4 separate regions of the Sus scrofa genome follow, and regions 1, 3 and 4 are each linked to region 2. The links are chromatin contacts, called in public Hi-C and HiChIP or PLAC-seq maps. All regions are on one chromosome and are shown on one strand. The core of a region is the stretch at or near the end of the contact, and the rest is flanking DNA. Distances in the headings are between cores, read along the strand shown. Region 1 overlaps PALM2 (paralemmin 2). Region 2 overlaps AKAP2 (A kinase (PRKA) anchor protein 2). Region 3 has its middle 47 kb from the start of AKAP2. Region 4 has its middle 73 kb from the start of AKAP2.

Region 1 (2,700 bases), core at 50-2,549, 230 kb after region 2:
CCGAAGGCAATAGGAAACCATTTGAGCTTCTGGTTTGTCCATCTGCTTTTTCTGTTTGTTTTTGTTTTGCTTTGTCTTTTGTCTTTTGAGGGCCACACCCGCAGCATATGGAGGTTCCCAGGCTAGGGGTCTGATTGGAGCTGTAGCCCCCCGGCCTATGCCACAGGCGCAGCAATGCAGGATCTGAGCTGTGTCCACGACCTACACCACAGCTCACGGCAACGCTGGATCCTTAACCCACTGAGCAAGGCCAGGGATGAACAGTTGGGTTCGCTAATCGCTGAACCAGGACGGGAACTCCTTGTTTATCCATCTGTTTTAAAGGAGTGAGCAGATCAGCCGTGTTCCAGAAAGATCACACCCACACCTGCCGCTGGGTGAATGGTAGAGGTGGATGTAGGGCAGAGGAGCAGAGTGAAAGCAAAAAGATCAATTAAGGATTTATCCAAGCAGGAAACGAGGTGGCCGTGCAGGGCATGGACTACTATGAGAAGCAAAAGAGTTCCATGGATTGACATTTATACCCTAATAAAACTGAGGACGTCCTAGGTCAACCTCTTTGCACCAGTATGGCCCCACAGGCTGGGCTGCCAAACAAAAATGAGTGACCTTCAATTGTGACACTAACAGCAAACGCAGCTGAGGGAGCCCAGTGGTGTGGACTTAGCAAGACCCTCGGCTTTCCCTTCTCCCCCAGCACTCTCTCTGCCTGCCGCTGTCCAACTGTTAGAGGTACCGGGAGCTTCTCTTCTCTGGGCAAGAGGGGCAATACAGCAGCAGCCATCTATGAGCCCTTTGATGGTGTTCGGTAAAGAGCTGGCCAAGATCCGAGTTTGAACCTCGAGACCCTGATTAAAAAACGTTCCGAGGACTGAAACGGTCTCAAACCTATTTCTACCAAGAAAACCAGCCCTCAGCCTGAAATGTTGCATCACCGCCCTCCCGTGGCCTCAGCAGGAAAGAACATGGAGCTAGAGACTAGGGTCAGCATGGAGTCTGGGCAGATGCTGAGGCTTCCCCTGGTTCCCTGCAGCGAAGAGACGGAGTCAACACCTAGCACCTGGCACCGTGTCTTCTTTGAGTGTCCTGCATGGGCTGTAGGCACATCGTGGCCCTGCACTATTGGTTTCCCCTTGGCACGTTCAGAGTCTCTCTGGCATCTTATTTTTCCATCTTACAGATACAACAGAGACATTTTTCATCTTTGAAATGCTGCAAGAAGGCCTCAGGAGGCCCTTTTCCCGGGGTGCATCTGGTTTTCAGAAGCAGCTACAGCCCCCTGGCTCCAGCTCACGTGTGCCCCCTAGTGGCCTGTAGGCTGCGCAGACTGAGAGAGAATGACCTTGGTGGATGAGCCCCGCCCCTGACCTGCGCTCTGGGAAACCCAGCTTAGGGCAACTGAGTGGACCGGTGTCCCACGGAGCCCCTGCAGAAGCTCAGGAAAGTCACACACCACATTCATTATGCGATTTTGACACAAAAACTTTCAGAACTACAATAAACTTACACAAATATTTTCTCTGATGAACTTTATCCTGACAGACTTAGCCCTGATTCTGTTTTATGACAGCCAGCTGAGAAGTCCAATGAGAAAGATGTCTATTTTGGGGTTTTCAGATCCCAAAGGAAAACAAAACCTTCCTTCTACCAAGAGTCTGCCAATGAGAACCTCCAGATACAAAATGTTTCACATGTAGAGATCAAAGCCTGGGTCACAAAGCATTATGTAAGCCGAAATAGAGAAGCTCTTAGAAGCAAGACCTGCATCGGGTCCAAAGGAGAAGAATGCCCTTTAAAACGGATCCAGAGGCTTGTGCTTTTAATGGAAGCCTTCTGTCAAAGGGATGATCTGATTTGCCACTTGAAATGGAAACTTTGGGATAAAGAGTACTTTGTGTCCCCAAATAATATATTTAAAAAAAAAAAAAAGCTGCCTCTTCTCAGTGACTTGGCTTGTACAGAACTGGCACAAGCCATCTCTTTATCCAGCTGTGGTCCCACCCCTGGATGTGTCTGTTATTCCTGGATCCGGAGGCTAAGGGAGAATTACCTGTTGAAAGCACAGGAAATCTCACTGCAACACGCAGCTGTAAGAGAGAGCTCAGGGCAGACTAGATTGGGTATTGAAATAGTGCAGGCACTTCAGTGTGGAAGATCTCACACGGGGCACGAATTTGTGTGTGTGTGAATGACTGAAGGATCATAAGCTTCCTAGGCACAGATGAGGGTTCTCGTATTCCCACAAAACCCAAATCATCCCTCAAATATAACAGCAGACGTGTGTGTCATGCTTTACAGCTTACAGAGTCCTTTCACAGCAGTTAGGGATTGTTTTGTTCCTATCTGGGGTTTTTTGTTTGTTTTTCCATTATTTTGTTTATTTTTCAATAAAAAAAATTTTTTTGGACACCCTATGGAGTTCCCCGACCAGAGATCAGATCCGAGCCGTAGTTGCAACCTATGCCGCAGCTACAGCAACGCTGGATCCTCGACCCACTGTGCCAGGGGTTAAAGCACAGGTATCAAACCTGCGTCCCAGTGCTCCAGAGACATCACCAATCCTCTTACGCAGTAGTGGGAACTCCTATTTATTTATTTTTAAGTTGAAGTATGGTTGGTTTACAATGTTGTGTTAGTTTCAGGGGTATAGCAAAGTGGTTCAGTTATACATATATACATATCTTTTTTTTCCAGATTCTT
Region 2 (3,012 bases), core at 271-2,770:
CTGCCTGTGGGAGCCGGAGTCCATGGGCTTGTGTGGTTCCAGCTGTGACCCACACACCAAGAGCTGGTCCCTGGTCCTTTCATCTCCTCCTTTGAAGGCCCCAGGGGTGGGGGAATGCGATGATATGAATCTTTGGATTATAAGCCCAGTTCACAAATGAGAAATATCCTGCCTGGTGAAATGGGTCTGAGAAACTTGCAAAAATTATTACTTTAAGGTAAGGAGGGATATTGAATGGATTGTTGATATTGGACCATTCGTCTGAATGAAACTAGGAAATGAAAACTGGAGAAGGAAAGAGTTTTGCTTCTCTAAGAGAAGCATAGTTTAAGAAGAAAAACTTAATTAAACAATAAGAATGAAAATCACAGTAAGCAGCAATTCCCCCAGCAAGATCTTTGGGTTAAACACATTTCTAGCAATATGGTGGGCTTGACTCTACAAAGATGATCACCCCTCCCAAAGACAGAAAACATTTTCATGGTCATTTCTAATTTTATTGTCACCCAATAGGCTTCATAACAGCCTTTGTTTTTTAGAATCACAGCTGACTATTGTAAGCTAATTCTTGAACTCAAGATTTTGTAAGAGGAAACTTTAATTCTGAGAAAGTAACTATAAAAAAAATCTCAACTAGGGCTAGAAAGCAACTTTATAAAGCATGTTGTGCCATGTATGTCATGTATGTAGCTGCCAAAGAATAACTCATAAGTAACTCTGCTAAGGTTTTCTAGGTCTTAAAACATAACAATAACTGCAATCTCAAAAACAATAACTCTTATTGGAAGCCTTTTGTGCACCAAACATTGACGGTACTAACTTATTGATGAGGTTGGTACTGTTTTATTCCAATTTTACTGATGAGGAAACTGAGGTTTAGGGAGGTGAAGAAAGCTGGTCATACAGCTAACGAGGAGTCGAATCAGGATTGGAACTTAAGATGGGAATCCAGAGAAATGACTGTCGTGTTTCAGCACATAATAATCCTTGACCAGTTTCTTCACAAATGGTATGAATTTATATTTGAACAATGAAAATAAAAGACAGACTGAGAATACCTGTGATGTCAAGATGCATACCACTTTGGGGGAACAGCTTTGATGTTTACGTTCAAGGTCATGAGAAAGGAAGTACCATTGCATAGAACATGAATGTATTCTCTGGTGTTCTAATGGCCTGTCCTGCACACTCTTCCCACCACCGCCCCCACCCTCCACCCCTGAAGGAGTCAGGAGCTTATTCACAGAGAGGAAATGGATCTGAAATCCCAATCTCCCTAGGGAAGCACGCGGCAAGTCACCACGGTTAGTAAGAAACTGTCATATCCTGCCCTAAACTCCAGTAGTCACAGGGGCCTTCCTGCTCCCAGGCCTGGCTTAGATTAGCTCAATTTCTTTCCAGATACAGAGGAGGAATCTTTCAAGAATTAGGTCCTCTGATTCATCTTTTTGTTCTCAGATCAAGACTGCATCTTTCTTTGCATGTGGCTGAGTCAGATTGTTTTGGAAGCAATTCCCCTAACGTGGAGCATGGAGTAGCCAGGCATGAGTAAAGGGTATGGAACAAGGCCACCACATGGTGTGGCCGACACCCTGGGTCTACCAGAAGGCCCAGCACAATCAGCAGTGCTGGCAGAACCTGTCAGAGAAGGGAATGGCCAGAAGTGTAGTTCTTCTCCACAGTTCTCTGACCCAGAAGCCATGACCATGGGCTTGTCACAGAAGGAGACCAGAGTCTATATCGTCTCAAGAGTGAGGCTGATGGATTTAACCAAGGCAGCTGCCCTTTCCAAACCACTGAAGGGAATGTCCAAAAAGAACTTTGAGAAGTCTTGATCTCATTGCACACTTTTGCCCAAAATGCCAAATGCTACTTCAACCTAACCTTTTCTCACCAATTCTTCCCAAATGGTATGCATTTTTTTTTAAATGAATTTATTTCCTGGGTTCAGATAAATAAAAATACATGGAGTTTCTGGTCCAAGGCAAAAGGAATGACTTTAAAGAGCAAAAAGAGAACAGCACAGCATACTCATGGTATTCAATGACCACCAGATAACTAACTTGGCCAGCTTTGGCCCCACCCCACCAAATGTGTTGAGGTCACAGAGTGAATGCTTATCCTGGCTCATTCCGCAAATTAAGAAATGGATTCTTGGAGTTCCCATTGTGGCTCAGTGGGTTAAGAATCTGCTGTTGTCATTGCTATAGTGTAGGTTTGGTCCTTGGCCCAGGAACTGACATGTGCCATGGATGTGGCCCAAAAAAATGGACTTTGAAGTCAAATGAGCCTGAGCTTGAAGCTGGCTCTCCCACTTCCTGGCTGGGTGACCTTGGGAAAATGACCTAATAATGTCTCTGGGGTCTGGTATTAAAAAGGGAATAATACAGGATCTGGATCCCTTAGGCACCATTCCGAAATCTCAGAAAAGCTCTGAAAACGAAGTTTTACCATAACTTATGTAGCAGCACAACCTGACATGAGCTGGAATGAGGCTCTTCTTGGTCTTTATCATCCCGCTTACCAGAACTAATCCTTCCTAGGTTTCACAGCAGAAATTGAATTTGATGCCAGATGCTCTGTCCCAGATCCCACTGGGTGTGTTAAGCAATAGTACATGCATTGCATTGCTTTTCTAAATAATTGTGTATACACTTGACGGCCTTTCTAAAATCAGAAAGATAATCTGGTCTCAAGAGTTTGGATAATTTGGATTCTATTTTAGGGGGCTACTGGGAGGATTAAATGAGGAAATGAGAAATGAGGAAAATGTGTGCGAACTGACTAGAAGAGCACTCAGCTTTAAGGGCTTGGTAAGTCGCAGCTACCAGGACTAGCCTTGTGTCACCAGAGAATGTTCAGGAACACCAAAAGAAAAATAACCATCTGTAGGATATTCCACATTTGGCTCTAGAACCATCACACAACTAGCTGGACCCATAGGAGCTGCACGATTTACACCTACCAGAGTTCTCATTGTGGCTCAGTGGGTTAAGAACCTGACTAGCATCC
Region 3 (3,027 bases), core at 460-2,959, 140 kb after region 2:
TGACTATAGTTCCCTGTGCTATACAGTGGTCCCTCGAATTCTTTGTTGAAGATGTTTTGAAGTAAATTGAATATTTATTTATTTGCTTACTTATTTATTGTCTTTTGGGGGCACACCCACAGCTTTAAAAATAAATGGCTTCTAGGAATATGTAGTAATACAAATTGTGGTTAAGAAAAGTGTTGCCAGGAGAAAGAGCAGAAACCCAGAGCTAAATCAAAGCTTCTAATATCTTGGGAGTTCCTGTTGTGGTGCAGTGGAAACGAATCTTAACTAGTATCCATGAGGATGCAGGTTGGATCCTTGGCCTCCCTCAATGGATCAGGGATCTGGTGTTGCCGGGAGCTATGGTGTAGGTTGCAGATATGGCTTTGATTCTGCGTTGCTATTGCTGTGGCATGGGCCGGCAGCTGCAGCTCCAATTTGACCCCTAGCCTGGGAACTTCCATATGCCATGGGCATGGCCCTAAAAAAGACCAAAAAAAAAAAAAAAAGCTTCTAATGTCTGTATGTGACTGGGATCATAGGATCATAATTAGCACCTCTCCTGGCTTTGCCCAGCTAACTTTTTTCTACAAATACTGGTGATGATTTGGTCCCTTCCTTGCCTCACAGATTATCATAGTTCTTAAGCAGAAATTGCTTTAGCCACATGGGAATTCCCGGTTCCCAGTTTTTAGCAGATCTGTAGCCCTGCAGGTGGGGAGTCAGCTAGTCTGGTGTTATGAACTGAAGGATGTTCCCCTCAAATTCACTATGTTGAAGCCCTAATCCCAAGTTCCTTAGACTGTGACTGTATTTGGAGGTAGGGTCGTTATTTATTTTATTTTTTTGTCTTTTGTCTTTTAAGGGCTGCACCTGTGGCATATGGAGGTTCCCAGGCTGAAGCCACAGCCACAGCCACAGCCACAGCCACACAGGATCCAAGCCAAGTCTTCGACCGACACCACAGCTCATGGCAATGCCAGAGCCTTAACCCACTGAGTGAGGCCAGGGATCGAACCTGCATCCTCATGGATGCTAGTCAGATTCGTTTCCACTGAATCACGACAGGTAGGGTCTTTAAAGAGATGAAATGACAATGAAGCTGTCCAACTGAGCTCTAATTCATCCTGACTGTTGTTCTTCTCAGAAGAGACCTTTGGACTCACAGCGGAACACCAGGGGGGCCTGCACACGGAGGGAGGACCATGTGAGGACACATGGAGAAGATGGTCACTGCAAGCCAAGCAGAGAGGTCTCAGAAGCAGCTTGATTTTGGACTTAGAGCCTCCAGAACTGTGGAAAAATACACCTATCTATCTATCTATGTATCTATCTATCTATCTATCTTAGTCAGTCTTTTTATGGCTGCATGCATGGCAAATGGAAGTTCCCAGGCTAGAGGTTCAAATTGGGGCTACAGCTGCCAGCCTATGCCACAGCCACAGCAACCCAGGATCCAAGTTGCATCTGTGACCTACACCACAGCTCACGGCAACATGGGATGCTTAACCCCCTAAGCGAGGCCAGGGATTGAACACACGTCCTCATAGATACTCGTCGGGTTCGTTATCGCTGAGCCACAACAGGAACTCCGGAACATACATTTGTGTTGTTTAGGCAGTCCTCGCAAATGAATCTACTTAAATAACAGAGGGTCAGGGCAGGAAGCAGGAGAGCCTCTGATTCACAGCCGATGGGTGTGGAACATCAGGCAACTCCCAGAACCGGGTCTGAAGTACGGCTGGGGACCAGAGCCTCCCCTCAGGGTCAGAGAGTGAAGAGGAGCAAGACTAGTGATGAGGGATGGGGAACCAGGAAGCAGTCAGGATGGATTCCAGAGATGCGGCCAAAGCCCTTGGCCTGGGATGTTAAATGCTCTTAACAGGCTGTTTGTGCCTATGTGTATGTTGCGGGAGGCAGGAGAGGGGAGGGTGGTGGATGGGGTTTGTTTAAAGAGTTTTGAGTCTGAAGTGCTGCTGGGCTGAATGTGCTGAAGGCAGAAGGAAGAGATAGCAATTAATTTTTATATTGTTTTATGACCCTGTGCTGTTTTCCATTCAAGGGTGCCTGTGTAGTTGGAAACAAACAAGCCTGATGTTTCTCAAGTTTAAAAACCCATTTGGGAGTTTGGCTTGATCCACTCACAGAAGTCTGGAAGCAAAAACACAGATACCGTTTGACCAAACTTTTGGGATGCATCCATAACGCTGCATTACGGTATTTATAACCCCAAGTCTCCTTTCTCCAATCATGGGCAAATTTATCTACTGCTTTCTTGGACACAGATGCAAATTTTTAAAGCATCTACAACTCAAAATGACACAGGATCACTCTGGCGATTTAATATGTGATGGGGACAAAATTATTAATGTGAGTTCCTCCTCCCCCCCCCTCCCCTCAGCTGCTACAAGGAATCCGGTCTTGGCTGGCTCCATTTCTCTTCCTGTCTTGCCCTTAAAGGAGAGATCAGTATTTGCCAGCTCAGAAGCTAGGCATTTATAATTCAGAATTGGGGCAATAAGTAGGAAGAGACAAGCTAGAGAGGCAGGAGGAAAAGGGAAGGGAAATCAAAAGAAACGGATGTTAAGCTGCCTAGCTTTTAGACAGAGTAGATCACTAGATTGATAGATTAATCAATCAATCGATCAATAGATAGATATACAGGCAGACGGATGGATGGATGGATGGATAAAATCTAGGCAGCTTAGCATGTTTTTGGTTTTCCCTTCCTTTTTTTTTCCTGCCTTCCCACCATGTCTCTTCCTACTAATTTCCCCCAAATCTATCTGTCTGTCTGTCTGTTGATTGATCAATCAATCAATCAAAAGACACCAGTGGTCTGAGGGAAGGAACAAAGGAATCATACTGGACATTATTGCTTTGTCTTCTCCAACACTGATTCCCTCTTATTATGTAAATAGCACCCCAATTTCCCTTCGTGTGACTCCTGTGGGGCGACCTCCGTTCCTCAGCTTCCTTCCTCAGAGACTAAGCAGAGTCCCTGAGATGAGTTTTGGATAAGCAGGTGACAAAACATGGGGA
Region 4 (2,788 bases), core at 110-2,609, 170 kb after region 2:
CCCATGAGTTTTCGGACCCAGCTTTCTACCTGCTACCCTTTGGGAGTGAATTTAGGAGTTGCAATAAGTGAGAAAGATGCTGGAAGATTAGGACGGTGGAGGCGGCGGTGGGGGGAGGTTAGGCAAGAGCAGGCTCGGGGTCCCAGGCATGAGAAAGCAGAAGCTGTGGAGGGAGCCACAAACTGTCCACTTTGGCCCAGACCACAGGGGTGGAGCTGCCCAGCCTTTGCACATGCTGGCCCTACTGCCTGGAATGTTCTTGGCATGGCTACCCTTCCAGTTTTTCAGGTGTTAGCTGAGAGGTCCCATCTAGACAGAACTTTTCTGGGAGAAGGGTGTGTGTGTGTGTGTACATGTGTACACATGTATGTTAGACCTGTGCACATAGTGTGGTCTGTGTACATGTGTGTGGTGTGTGTAGGGGTTGCAGGGAAGAACTGACGGCTCACAGGGCCTTGCAGTCTGCAACCCCACCACTGCTCAGCTGCTTTTATGTCACTATTTTCTCTTAGCCCCTCATTCCCTAAGGGTCCTTCTGGCTGTGTCCAGCTCCAGAGTTTTGTAGCCAGGACAGGAATTGGGTTGAAGGTCACTCCCTGAAAATCTGGGCCTCCTGTTCTGTCATGAGGAAATCCTGAGATTCTTTTTTTTTTAAGGGCCATTCCCACAGCATACGGAGTTTCAACAGGCTAGGGGTCTAATCAGAGCTACAGATGCCAGCCTACACCACAGCCACAGCCACACAGGATCTGAGCCACAGCTGCGACCTACACCACAGCTCATAGCAGTGACCCCCTGAATGAGGCCAGGGATCAAACCCAAAACCTCACGGTTCCTAGTCAGATTTGTTTCCATTGCACCACAACCGGAACTCTGAAATCCTGAGATTCTCCACGTGAAGACAGAAGGCCGGCCACAGAGAGCCTTTCCTTCTGGGTGTTTGAAAGTGAAACGCAGCTGCCCAGGCAGCCCCAGAATATCACATCTGCATACCCGGCGGGGAGGGCCCTCCCCAGTGCCTCGGCACCAGCCCCGAGTGGCTTCACGTGAAGCCCCCAGATTTGGGGGGGTGGGAGTGGAGCTAGGTGTGAGGGGTAGATGCTGAAGGCCAGATGCAGGATTGGAGGCTCCTCTTTCAGACACCTGTGTTGCCCACTCCAGCCAGGGCACCATCACACCTGCCAGGCTGGCAGAAAGACAAACATCTGTCTTGGCAGGGTCCTGCCCATTTCCTGTTTGCTGATCTGGCTAGAAATCCCCAGAGAAAATCTTTTCCTCAGAGGTTCAGTCCCTTTGGCTCTGCTGAGCCTATAAACAGGAAGTGGACTGAGCTGCTTAGACAGGAGATAGCGTAAGGATCAAAATAGCCACTGTTGATCTTTGTTTTCTCCCGAGAGTCCAGTTTCAGTTTCCATTTAGTGGAAGTCCAGAGGGAGGTTTCCCAGTCAATCCAGGCCCCTGGCCCTGAGGGCACCCAAAGCTGCAGCACAGACCACACCCCTAGGACTACGATTCTCTGAGCACACACAGGAGTCCCTCTCCCCTTGGGAGCTGTGCTCAAACCAGTCCTGGAGTTCAAATCATGGCTCAGCACTAACGAACCTGACTAGTACCCATGAGGATGTGGGGTCAATCCTTGGCCTCATTCAGTGGGTTAAGGATCCCGCATTGCCGTGAGCTGTGGTGTAGGTCGCAGATGCAGCTCAGATCCTGCACTGCTGTGGCTGTCCTATAGGCTGGCAGCTGCAGCTCCAATTTGATCCCTAGCCGGGGAACTTCCATATGCTGCGGGTGCGGCCCTAAGAAGCCAAATAAATAAAAAGAAAAAGGCGATCCAGAATTCGAGACCCCAGAGCTTCAGTCCTAACTCCTTCCGCATTGACTCATTCATTCATTCATTCAATAAATATCTACGGGTCCTCTTTGGGTATCAAACATAGTGCTGAACCACTGCAGCGAAAAGGGCGAAGTCCCCGCTTTCAGAAAACTCATCATCTAGGGCTGGAGATGAGACCCACATGTCCATACGCCCACTGCCTGCTAGGGAAAGAGGCCCACGTGACCACAAAACACCTCAAACCCACAGATTTAAACACAACCGTGTCAGCTTTCCCTGGGACCTCATTCTCAGCTTTCTGGTCTTGCCAGAACTTCCTTAAGCACGTCCCTGTGGGGGTTTTAAGACATGTCTGCAAATCCTTTGTCATTTTTCCCTTCAAGACACAGAGCCTAACTGCCTCTTCTGCATATCGACTAGCTCACTTTTTTTTTTTTTTTTTTTCCTCTCATTTGGCCGCATATGGAGCTCCTGGGCCAAGGATCAGATCCCAGCTGCAGTTGCAACTTATGCTGCAGCTGCAGTAACACCGGATTTTTAAGCCACTGTGCCAGGCCAGGGATCCTACCTGTGTCCTGGCCATGCAGAGATGCCGCCAATCCCTTTTCACCACAATGCAAACCCCTCTATCATATTTTAATGTTGAGACATTCAGTCATTTGGCGCAATCACTCAAAACAGATCTTGGTCACCTGCACCTGTCACAGATCAGTGATGACCACGTGTTCCTTTATCTGATGTGAGATGTGCCTATTCCTTCCCCGGATCTCTTGTTCAACAACAAACAACAATCACTGAATCGGCAGGCACTTTGCTAGGCTCTTTCCTGTACGGGATCTCATTTCCCTTTCAGGTCTCCAGAGAAGAGAAACTTTTTAGAAGACACAGAAGCAAGAGGCTCACAATCAAATGATGTGCATGGGAGCTCCCTGGCCGGTAAGCAGCAGAATT

Evidence for each region. Hi-C and Micro-C count contacts between places; a contact is called where the count stands out from the background. HiChIP or PLAC-seq counts read pairs in DNA pulled down with a chosen protein or histone mark.
Region 1: a contact with region 2 is called in a Hi-C map of skeletal muscle, with 6 times the contacts expected there. The contact joins two enhancer-like sites. A contact is called at or near these places in 2 of 5 promoter capture datasets (fetal skeletal muscle and liver), 33 of 47 Hi-C or Micro-C datasets (adipocytes, adipose tissue, blood and 17 more) and 2 of 2 datasets of contacts at active chromatin or transcription factors (alveolar macrophages and skeletal muscle).
Region 3: a contact with region 2 is called in an H3K27ac HiChIP or PLAC-seq map of skeletal muscle. The contact joins two enhancer-like sites.
Region 4: an H3K27ac HiChIP or PLAC-seq map of skeletal muscle shows a contact between it and region 2. The contact joins two enhancer-like sites. A contact is called at or near these places in 1 of 47 Hi-C or Micro-C datasets (liver) and 1 of 2 datasets of contacts at active chromatin or transcription factors (skeletal muscle).

Annotation. Positions count from the first base shown.
Region 1 is chr1:250,930,735-250,933,434 of Sscrofa11.1, reverse strand. All of the region lies in intron 3 of PALM2 (paralemmin 2), which reads right to left. Among named protein-coding and RNA genes, the nearest start is that of PALM2, 110 kb to the right of the region's middle. Within about 2 kb of position 1,299, at least 16 of the 83 cell types and tissues checked have an H3K27ac peak or open chromatin away from gene starts, as enhancers often do. A contact at or near this core is called in adipose tissue, retroperitoneal adipose tissue and skeletal muscle, where this site is marked.
Region 2 is chr1:251,163,094-251,166,105 of Sscrofa11.1, reverse strand. The region is part of intron 2 of AKAP2 (A kinase (PRKA) anchor protein 2); the gene reads right to left. Among named protein-coding and RNA genes, the nearest start is that of C1H9orf152, 54 kb to the left of the region's middle. Within about 2 kb of position 1,520, at least 12 of the 83 cell types and tissues checked have an H3K27ac peak or open chromatin away from gene starts, as enhancers often do. A contact at or near this core is called in adipose tissue, retroperitoneal adipose tissue and skeletal muscle, where this site is marked.
Region 3 is chr1:251,019,218-251,022,244 of Sscrofa11.1, reverse strand. It overlaps a transcript of AKAP2 not described here. Among named protein-coding and RNA genes, the nearest start is that of AKAP2, 47 kb to the left of the region's middle. Within about 2 kb of position 1,709, at least 14 of the 83 cell types and tissues checked have an H3K27ac peak or open chromatin away from gene starts, as enhancers often do. A contact at or near this core is called in skeletal muscle, where this site is marked.
Region 4 is chr1:250,993,297-250,996,084 of Sscrofa11.1, reverse strand. It overlaps a transcript of AKAP2 not described here. Among named protein-coding and RNA genes, the nearest start is that of AKAP2, 73 kb to the left of the region's middle. Within about 2 kb of position 1,359, at least 29 of the 83 cell types and tissues checked have an H3K27ac peak or open chromatin away from gene starts, as enhancers often do. A contact at or near this core is called in skeletal muscle, where this site is marked.